Linked DNA regions of Anser cygnoides: region 2 is linked to region 1. Evidence: chromatin contacts called from public Hi-C data. All regions are on one chromosome and are shown on one strand. Each heading gives the region's core, a stretch centred on a gene start, on an enhancer-like site or on the middle of the called end of the contact. The rest is flanking DNA. Distances are from core to core; before and after follow the strand shown. Region 1 overlaps PAFAH1B1 (platelet activating factor acetylhydrolase 1b regulatory subunit 1). Region 2 holds the start of CCDC92B (coiled-coil domain containing 92B).

Region 1 (3,582 bases), core at 668-3,167:
AGCAATTAGATGCTGCTTACATGACTTTAGTTAGTTGTTTGCCCTTGTGTATAGTTGTATACTACAGGGAAAAAAATGCAGTAGACAATTTCCACTTAATAGGTACCTTTAATTTCTCAGTTATGTTTACGAGTTATGTACATGAGTGTGGTTTTTTGTTATACTTAAATAAAGTTTCTAGGTCCTATCAGGAATTAAACGGACTTATTACTTAACAATTGCAGATGCACTGAGGAATTTTAAGATGCACTACTTGTGTATCTGGAATTCTTGAATAGACAAAGAGCAGCAAATTTTTCCAGTCCAAGCAGCTAACAAAGAAAGAAATACTTTATCTGTGCATGCTTAAGTGCAGAAACACACACTGAAAATTACGTAAACCACTGGATTTAAGAAGTTAGCCTGAATCTTAAACTGGCTCAAAAAAAACCCACACATCAGAACTCCATTTCCTCCACCCCTTCCCAAAGGCAAGTCTATGCAGGGAAACAATACTGAAATCCATCTCCTCCATGCAGAAGAAAGGATCCTTCTTGGGGGCGACTGTAGGAAATTAACCACTATACCCCTCACCAATTTCTTAGTGTGTACACCCTCCAGACAACCCTATGTTGGTCAAGGATTTTTATTTTTAAAAGGGACAGTTTAAAAAGCCATGTATTAAACAAAATGAATAAAAAAGCACAATTTCATCTGTTAAAATATCAGACTGGTACTTCAGTATACTGGAAATTTTAAAGTGGATTTTTAAAAAGACCTGGTTAGTTCAGTAAGTATTGGAATTCTTAGTTATCTATAATGAAATTTGTCACAAAATGGTGATTAAAACATTAATTTATAATATTTTCATTCACTGCAGGTCAAAATTTATAACTTTAGGGATATGCAAGTTAAAAATTGTATACACCAGACAATGCAAATACTAATAACCAAGTTGGGCTAGTTTTGTTGATATGATTTATTTTTTCATTTTTAAAAGTTTACTTGATAGGATCATTCCAACAGATGGACTTGGTTTTGTTGATGGTGTTTTCTTTTTCTTTTAGAAGCCTGTATCAATTTGTATCTGCCATTATAATCTGATCCTCAAGGTATTTAGTGCTTTCTTTAAAGCATTTAAATACTGTATCCCAAGATTTCTCAGTATGCGAACCACTAAGTTTTTATTCAAGCCACATTGTCTTGTCAAGGTAAATATAACCTCATATTCAAAAGGGTTTCCAAGGAGGCACTAAAGAAAACAAGAAACCTTTGCATACCCCAAACCTCCTGCATGTGAATATAAGGGAAGTGTACTTTGATACTCTTGTGTAATAGGAATTGCACATCTCTAACAAACATTGAAAGCAAACAGCAAGTTGTACCATGGCAGTCATTTGGGAGATTAAGCTCTATTGGAAATTAGATCACTAAGTTCTAGTGGGATGGACAACTCCTCCTGGAAGTTCGTCTAGCATTAAAAAAAAACATTTAAACTTAGTTTAACAGCACAGCTTAACCATTGAATGACCAAATAAAAAATAAATACATTTATCACATCAGCTGCTACTAAGATTTGTTGTCTTATTTCAGGTTTACAGTTATATAAATATACCAACCCTTGTGTGATAGGAGGCCAAAACAAGTGTATTCTGTTGATTTGGCAAATGTTTCATGACAAATATTCCAAAGTTTAATTAATTTCCATTAATTACATATAAGGTTCAGAAGATTCTGAATTGCAGCCATATTATCTAGTATTCTTAGAGAAGATTTATTAAGCACACTTAAGTGATGTTACATAGATACACATTTCTGAAAGAGCCCTACAAAACTTTTCCCAAATGAGGTCACCAATTCAGGCACCAACAGACAGCAGAAAGAAAAACAGGTATAATTATCCGACATAGAACGACACTGTCAACTATTCAGTTAAGTGCCCTATTTTCAATTATCCAACTTCTGCCTTCTTAGGTCTGATGTGACCAATGCCAGCCCATGTTCTTAAACCTATGGTACTTCTAGACAACGTATGTAAATTTACAGTATACAATTTGGATTCACCATGCATGAATACTTTGTGTGTAACATTTAATAAGCTCAATCTACATCCAGAATAATTTACATGAAAGGACAATATTTATTTAAACAGAGCTCAATGGGTAACCATGGTATCTGAGTGCATCCAGAGGAAAAAGGGGTCAAATGTGAATTCAATCAACGGCACTCCCACACTTTTACTGTTTGATCTACACTTCCAGTAACCACATATGGTGCCGTCTTGTGGAAATCTGTGAGGAAAGAAAAGTGTATGTTAAGAATGAATGCAATTTAGTATTTCCCTCTCTCACTGAATGCCATTACTTTTCCCCCAAAAATGACACCGTTTCAAAGACTAAATTTCAAAGTTCTGCATATCCAGTTTTGAAGGCAAATTCTCTAATGTAAAGTTTTGTGAAGCAAGAAAATCTATTTTCAGTTCAGTTATAAAGGAGCTTCCATGGAAAAGAAATCTGATCAAGTTATAACAGAGACAAGTCTGAAATACCTCAAAAGTGATAAAGCCCTTGAACATTACCGGAAGACAACATCATTATTTACATATAAGTTTAGAATCAGAAGTCAAGAAACTTTTGCTTTTTGCTGTAGACAGTAGAGCTGATGTTTAAAAAAAAGTGTAGTGTTGCTCACGAGATCCCAAATTATGTCATATATGCAAGTAAGTTTTGGACTGGGTGGGTCAGCAGACAGTACTCAAGTTTATCCATGAAGAGTCAAGAGTCAAAAGGCTGGGGGAAAAATGGCTGGAAAGCTGCCAATTGGAAAGGGACCTGGGGGTATTGGTTGATAGTCGGCTGAATATGAGGCAGCAGTGTGCCCAGGTGGCCAAGAAGGCCAATGGCATCCTGGCTTGGATCCGAATCAGCACGACTAGGGAACTTATCGTTCCCCTGTACTCAGCTCTGGTGAGGCCGCACCTCAAGTACTGTGTTCAGTTCTGGGACCCTCACTACAAGAAGGACATCGAGGCCCTGGAGCATGCCCAAAGAAGGGCAATGAAGCTGGTGAAGGGTCTAGAGAACAAGTCTTGTGAGGAGTGACTGAAGGAGCTGGCGTTGTTTAACTTGGAGAGAAGACGTTTCAGGGGAGACCTTATCACACTTTACAATTACCTTACAGCAAGCTATAAGCAAGGTGGGGATTGGTCTCTTCTTCCAAGCACTAAGTGAAAGACAGAAGGAATTGGCTTTGAAATGCACCAGGGGAGGTTTAGGTTGGATATCTGGAAAAATTTTCTTCGCTGAAAGGGTTGTGAAGTATTGGAACAGACTGCCCAGGGAAGAAGTTGAGTCACCAACCCCGAAAGTCTTCAAAAAAACATGTACACGTACTACTTAGTGACATGGTTTAATGTTGGACTTGGCAGTGCTAGATTAAAGGATGGACCAGATATCTTAAGAGGTCTTTTCCAACCTAAATGATTCTATGATTCGGAACACCTAATTGTACAGAAAAGGTTCAGCAAATAAATCCATGAACTGAAACAGACAATTCCAAGGATCTAATGTTAACACTTATGTTCTTTAACCTTTCTTTAGCCCT
Region 2 (3,362 bases), core at 860-3,359, 52 kb before region 1:
CCTCCCACTCCCATTTTATTTGCGAAGCATAAACACAGCAGAAATAGCAATAGATTCTTTCAGACTCTTATGTTTCTCTTTTACTGGAAGATGAGCTCAACTCTTGTGGCAATAATTAGCATGTTCCCCAGTGTTAGCAGAACAACAGGAGGGGAAGCTCGTGCAGGAAGCAGAGCCGGGTTTCCAGGAGGGAATCCGTGGAGGCAGCGTGATGGATCAGCAAAGTGCAGCAGAGAAGGTGCTGGCAGCCCCTCCGCTCTCCCCCGCGTCTGTCCGAGCGCAGGAGCAACCTGGTGTCCAGAGGGCAGCGGAGGCCCTGCGGGCCCCGGCTGCTCCCGAGGGCGTGGATGGTGTCCCACGGCTGGGACCGCGTGGCCCCGGGGGCGGCGAGGGCGTCCTGGCCGCTGCAGAGCGCAACCGCAGCGCCCGGTGGGGTGCCAGGGCCCGGCCAGCCCAGGCGGCGGGGGGAGCCCCATGGAGATGTGCAAGGGGAGAGGAACACGGAGCTGGAGCGGGCTGCGGCCCCTCCGAGGCACGGCCACGTCCCGCTGTGGCAAGGCCAGGGCAGAGCAGCCGGGGCAGGGCTGCCGCCGCACACATCCAGCCCGCAGCCCGGGGCGGTTTGCAGCACCCCCGCGGCTGGCACAGCAGCAAGGAGCCCGCTCTGTGCGTTATTCAGCAGAGCATCGCTGTCTTTCCAAACGGGAGACTGCTTTAGATTTCATTTGGAATATCTCTGAGACTCCAAACCCATTATTTTAGCTTCAGAAAAATAACGCAGCTACCATTGATTTCCAATGGGGCAGTCAGGAGTGCTGAAAGCTTTCCAGAAATTGCATTACGTTCTCAGTTACTTCTGCATTCTCACTACAGATTTGTTTTCTAAGACAGACGGGCAGAGGAGCCTGAGCCAAGCGTTTCGCTTCAGAAGGATGGCAGTGATGAGGATTAGAGTCAACACGAAAGCAGATTAAAAGAAAAATGTAGGGCAAAGATTAACCATTTGAATTCATATTCAGAAAGAAAAGAGCTCCAAAATGACTGACTACTGCTGTTAGCTCTTTCCTTCTCCTCTCTTAGCTGCTGGTAGTCTAGTAGTCTGTGGTATTAATTCAAAAGAAATTGTAAATGTTCGCAGGTTAAAGGCAAGCTCCAGCAGGTCCCTGAGCTCGCCCTGTCGCTGTCCCTGGCGGGCTCGGCAGGGTGCTGTGGGCGCACGGGGGCCGTGGCCACGCAGTGTGCGCATCCCGTGGGGTGCTTCGGTGCCCGTTTGTCCGCGGGAACGCTCCGGCGGTTTGTTCCCGAGGTAGGGGGTGAAGTGCTTTCTGCACTGCAGCCACCCCGCTGTGGTGCCCCGGGGGCTGTGGGGGGCCCTCCCTGCTGTACGAGCCCTGAAGGGCTGGGTGCTGGGGAGCTGGGGGCCCTGGGGGAGCCTCGGCCCTTTGGCAGGAGAGCCGTGGGCCACCGGGCTGCGCACAGTGACAGGTTTGAAGAGGCTTTTGGAGCGTACGTAGTGCTGCAACAGTGCAGCAGCGTCCTGCTCCAGGCACAGCGCAGGGACAAGGACGTCCCACTTGCGTAATGTGCAGAGGCAGGGAGCGCAGGCTGGAAGCAGTACATTATGAAATACTTCAGGCTGCAGTTTACACTTTGGTCTATTTTCAGTCCCTTGCTTTGCTCTTTGTCCTGATTTAAAGCACCGAAAATGGTTCCAAAAAAAGAAGTCCCCATGGGTGTGAGGGAGCCTCTCCTGCCTGCGGTGGGGCAGGACCTGCGACTGCACCAGTCACATCCCAGGGGCAGGGGCTGCTGCAGGTCCCGAGGCTGCCTAATAACTCACGGATTGCCAGGCACCGGGCTCTGGACCAGCCGCGGCTGGGAGCGCTGGGGCGGGCGCCGTGGCCGGGCAGAGGAGCCAGGGCTCAGCCCCGGCAGGTGCCGGGCGAGCGGCAGCCTGGGCAGCAGGAAAGGGGAAGCAGCGAAGGCGCCGGGCAGGGGCAGGGGCTTGGGCTCATCCCTGTTTGATTTCTCTCCTAGAGCTGACCCACGACCTTGAAATGAAAGAGCTGGAAGCCCGCCAGCAAGGTAGGATCTCGCGGTTTGCATGCGCTAAGTGGGGTGTGTGGGGTGCGGGCTGCCCGCACGGGGCCTGGGGGCACGGGGTCCCCTTGCCCTCAGGGGTGGTGGGGCTGGGAAGCCCACGTGCACAGTTCACAGCCTCTTAGCACCGAGGTTAAAGGGCCTCAAATGCCTGTGCAAAAAAAAAAAGGGTTTTGCATGTGAAAGCAAGGATCCATAGGGTTTGCTTTGCTAATCCCCTTACACAGAGCCTTAGGGGTAGTCCACGGACCCCCAGGGAGCATCTCAAAGCCTGCAAAGCCTTGAGCCACAGGAAAAAGCAAACAAGGGGGTTATCGGTTACCCCCTGAGCTCCTCTCACCCCTGCAGACCATCCTGAAGGCACCACCAGTTCCTCACTATGACCCGCAAAATAATCTTCCACGTTCCATAATAAGGGGAGAGGATTGCTGGTGCACCCAGAATGTCTGCAAGCTGCTGGCATGAGCCTTGTGGGCCGGGATCAGCGCTGCAGAGCTGGCCAAGGCGCATTTCTCAATGTGCTAACCCCCAGGTCCCGGTGTGGATCGGTGGCGAGGGAGGTGCCCATGCTGCCCCTGCCCAGGCCCTGCAGAAATGCATCCCTCAGAACCACCCCGGGCTCCCCTGCCCGGCGTTACTGCCCCATCCTCATGGCCACCGCCTCTCCCGGGGCCTGGCCGCTGACCCGAGCCCAGCCCCGCGTCCCTGCCCGTGCTGCAGGGACCGTCTGCAGTGAGCACTGCCCGCAGGCCTCTGCCCATCGTTCAGCCTTTTAACAGCTTAGGAGTACGAGCACATTTGCTACATTTATGGGGCAACAACCTAAATTAAGATGCCATCAAATGATCGCTCTTCAAATGCCACTCATGTAATAATTACCGTGTGCAGCTGCCTCCCTTAAGATCTCATTAGAAAGCATTTTTCCTCTGCAGAAGACACTTAAGAGCTGAAGCTATAAAGTGGTTGCAAAGCGTATCATAAAAAGCAGAGCTTTTTCACAGCCACGGGAGTGCGCCTGGGCATGCCGTGTGCGCTGCGCTGGTCCCCAGTGACGGGCGCTGCCCTCCTCGGCCCCACGGGAGGGCTGCGTGGGGGGCTCGCGGCCCGGCCTGCCGGGGGCACCTTGCCTGGTGCAGAGGTGGGTCCCCACGGGGACACACGTGGCCGTGGGGCAGGACTTGTCCTCATACTGGGCACCCTCGGTGGGCCGGTGCGTTTCCACAGCAGGCTGAAGGCTGCCTGGAGGAGCCCCGAGAGATGGG

The links. Hi-C and Micro-C count contacts between places; a contact is called where the count stands out from the background.
Region 2: a Hi-C map of liver shows a contact between it and region 1, with 6 times the contacts expected there. The contact joins the promoter of CCDC92B here to the enhancer-like site in region 1. A contact is called at or near these places in 3 of 7 Hi-C or Micro-C datasets (all in liver).

The regions. Positions count from the first base shown.
Region 1 is chr18:12,469,431-12,473,012 of Taihu_goose_T2T_genome, reverse strand. It overlaps PAFAH1B1 (platelet activating factor acetylhydrolase 1b regulatory subunit 1), which reads right to left. Exons shown (of 11, transcript XM_066979524.1): 11 at 1-2,270. The coding sequence ends at 2,197. Among named protein-coding and RNA genes, the nearest start is that of PAFAH1B1, 33 kb to the right of the region's middle. Within about 2 kb of position 1,917, at least 1 of the 3 cell types and tissues checked has open chromatin away from gene starts, as enhancers often do. A contact at or near this core is called in liver, where this site is marked.
Region 2 is chr18:12,521,660-12,525,021 of Taihu_goose_T2T_genome, reverse strand. CCDC92B (coiled-coil domain containing 92B) reads left to right here and starts at 2,109. Exons shown (of 1, transcript XM_048074055.2): 1 at 2,109-3,362. CLUH (clustered mitochondria homolog) reads left to right here. Exons shown (of 28, transcript XM_066979502.1): 3 at 2,038-2,085.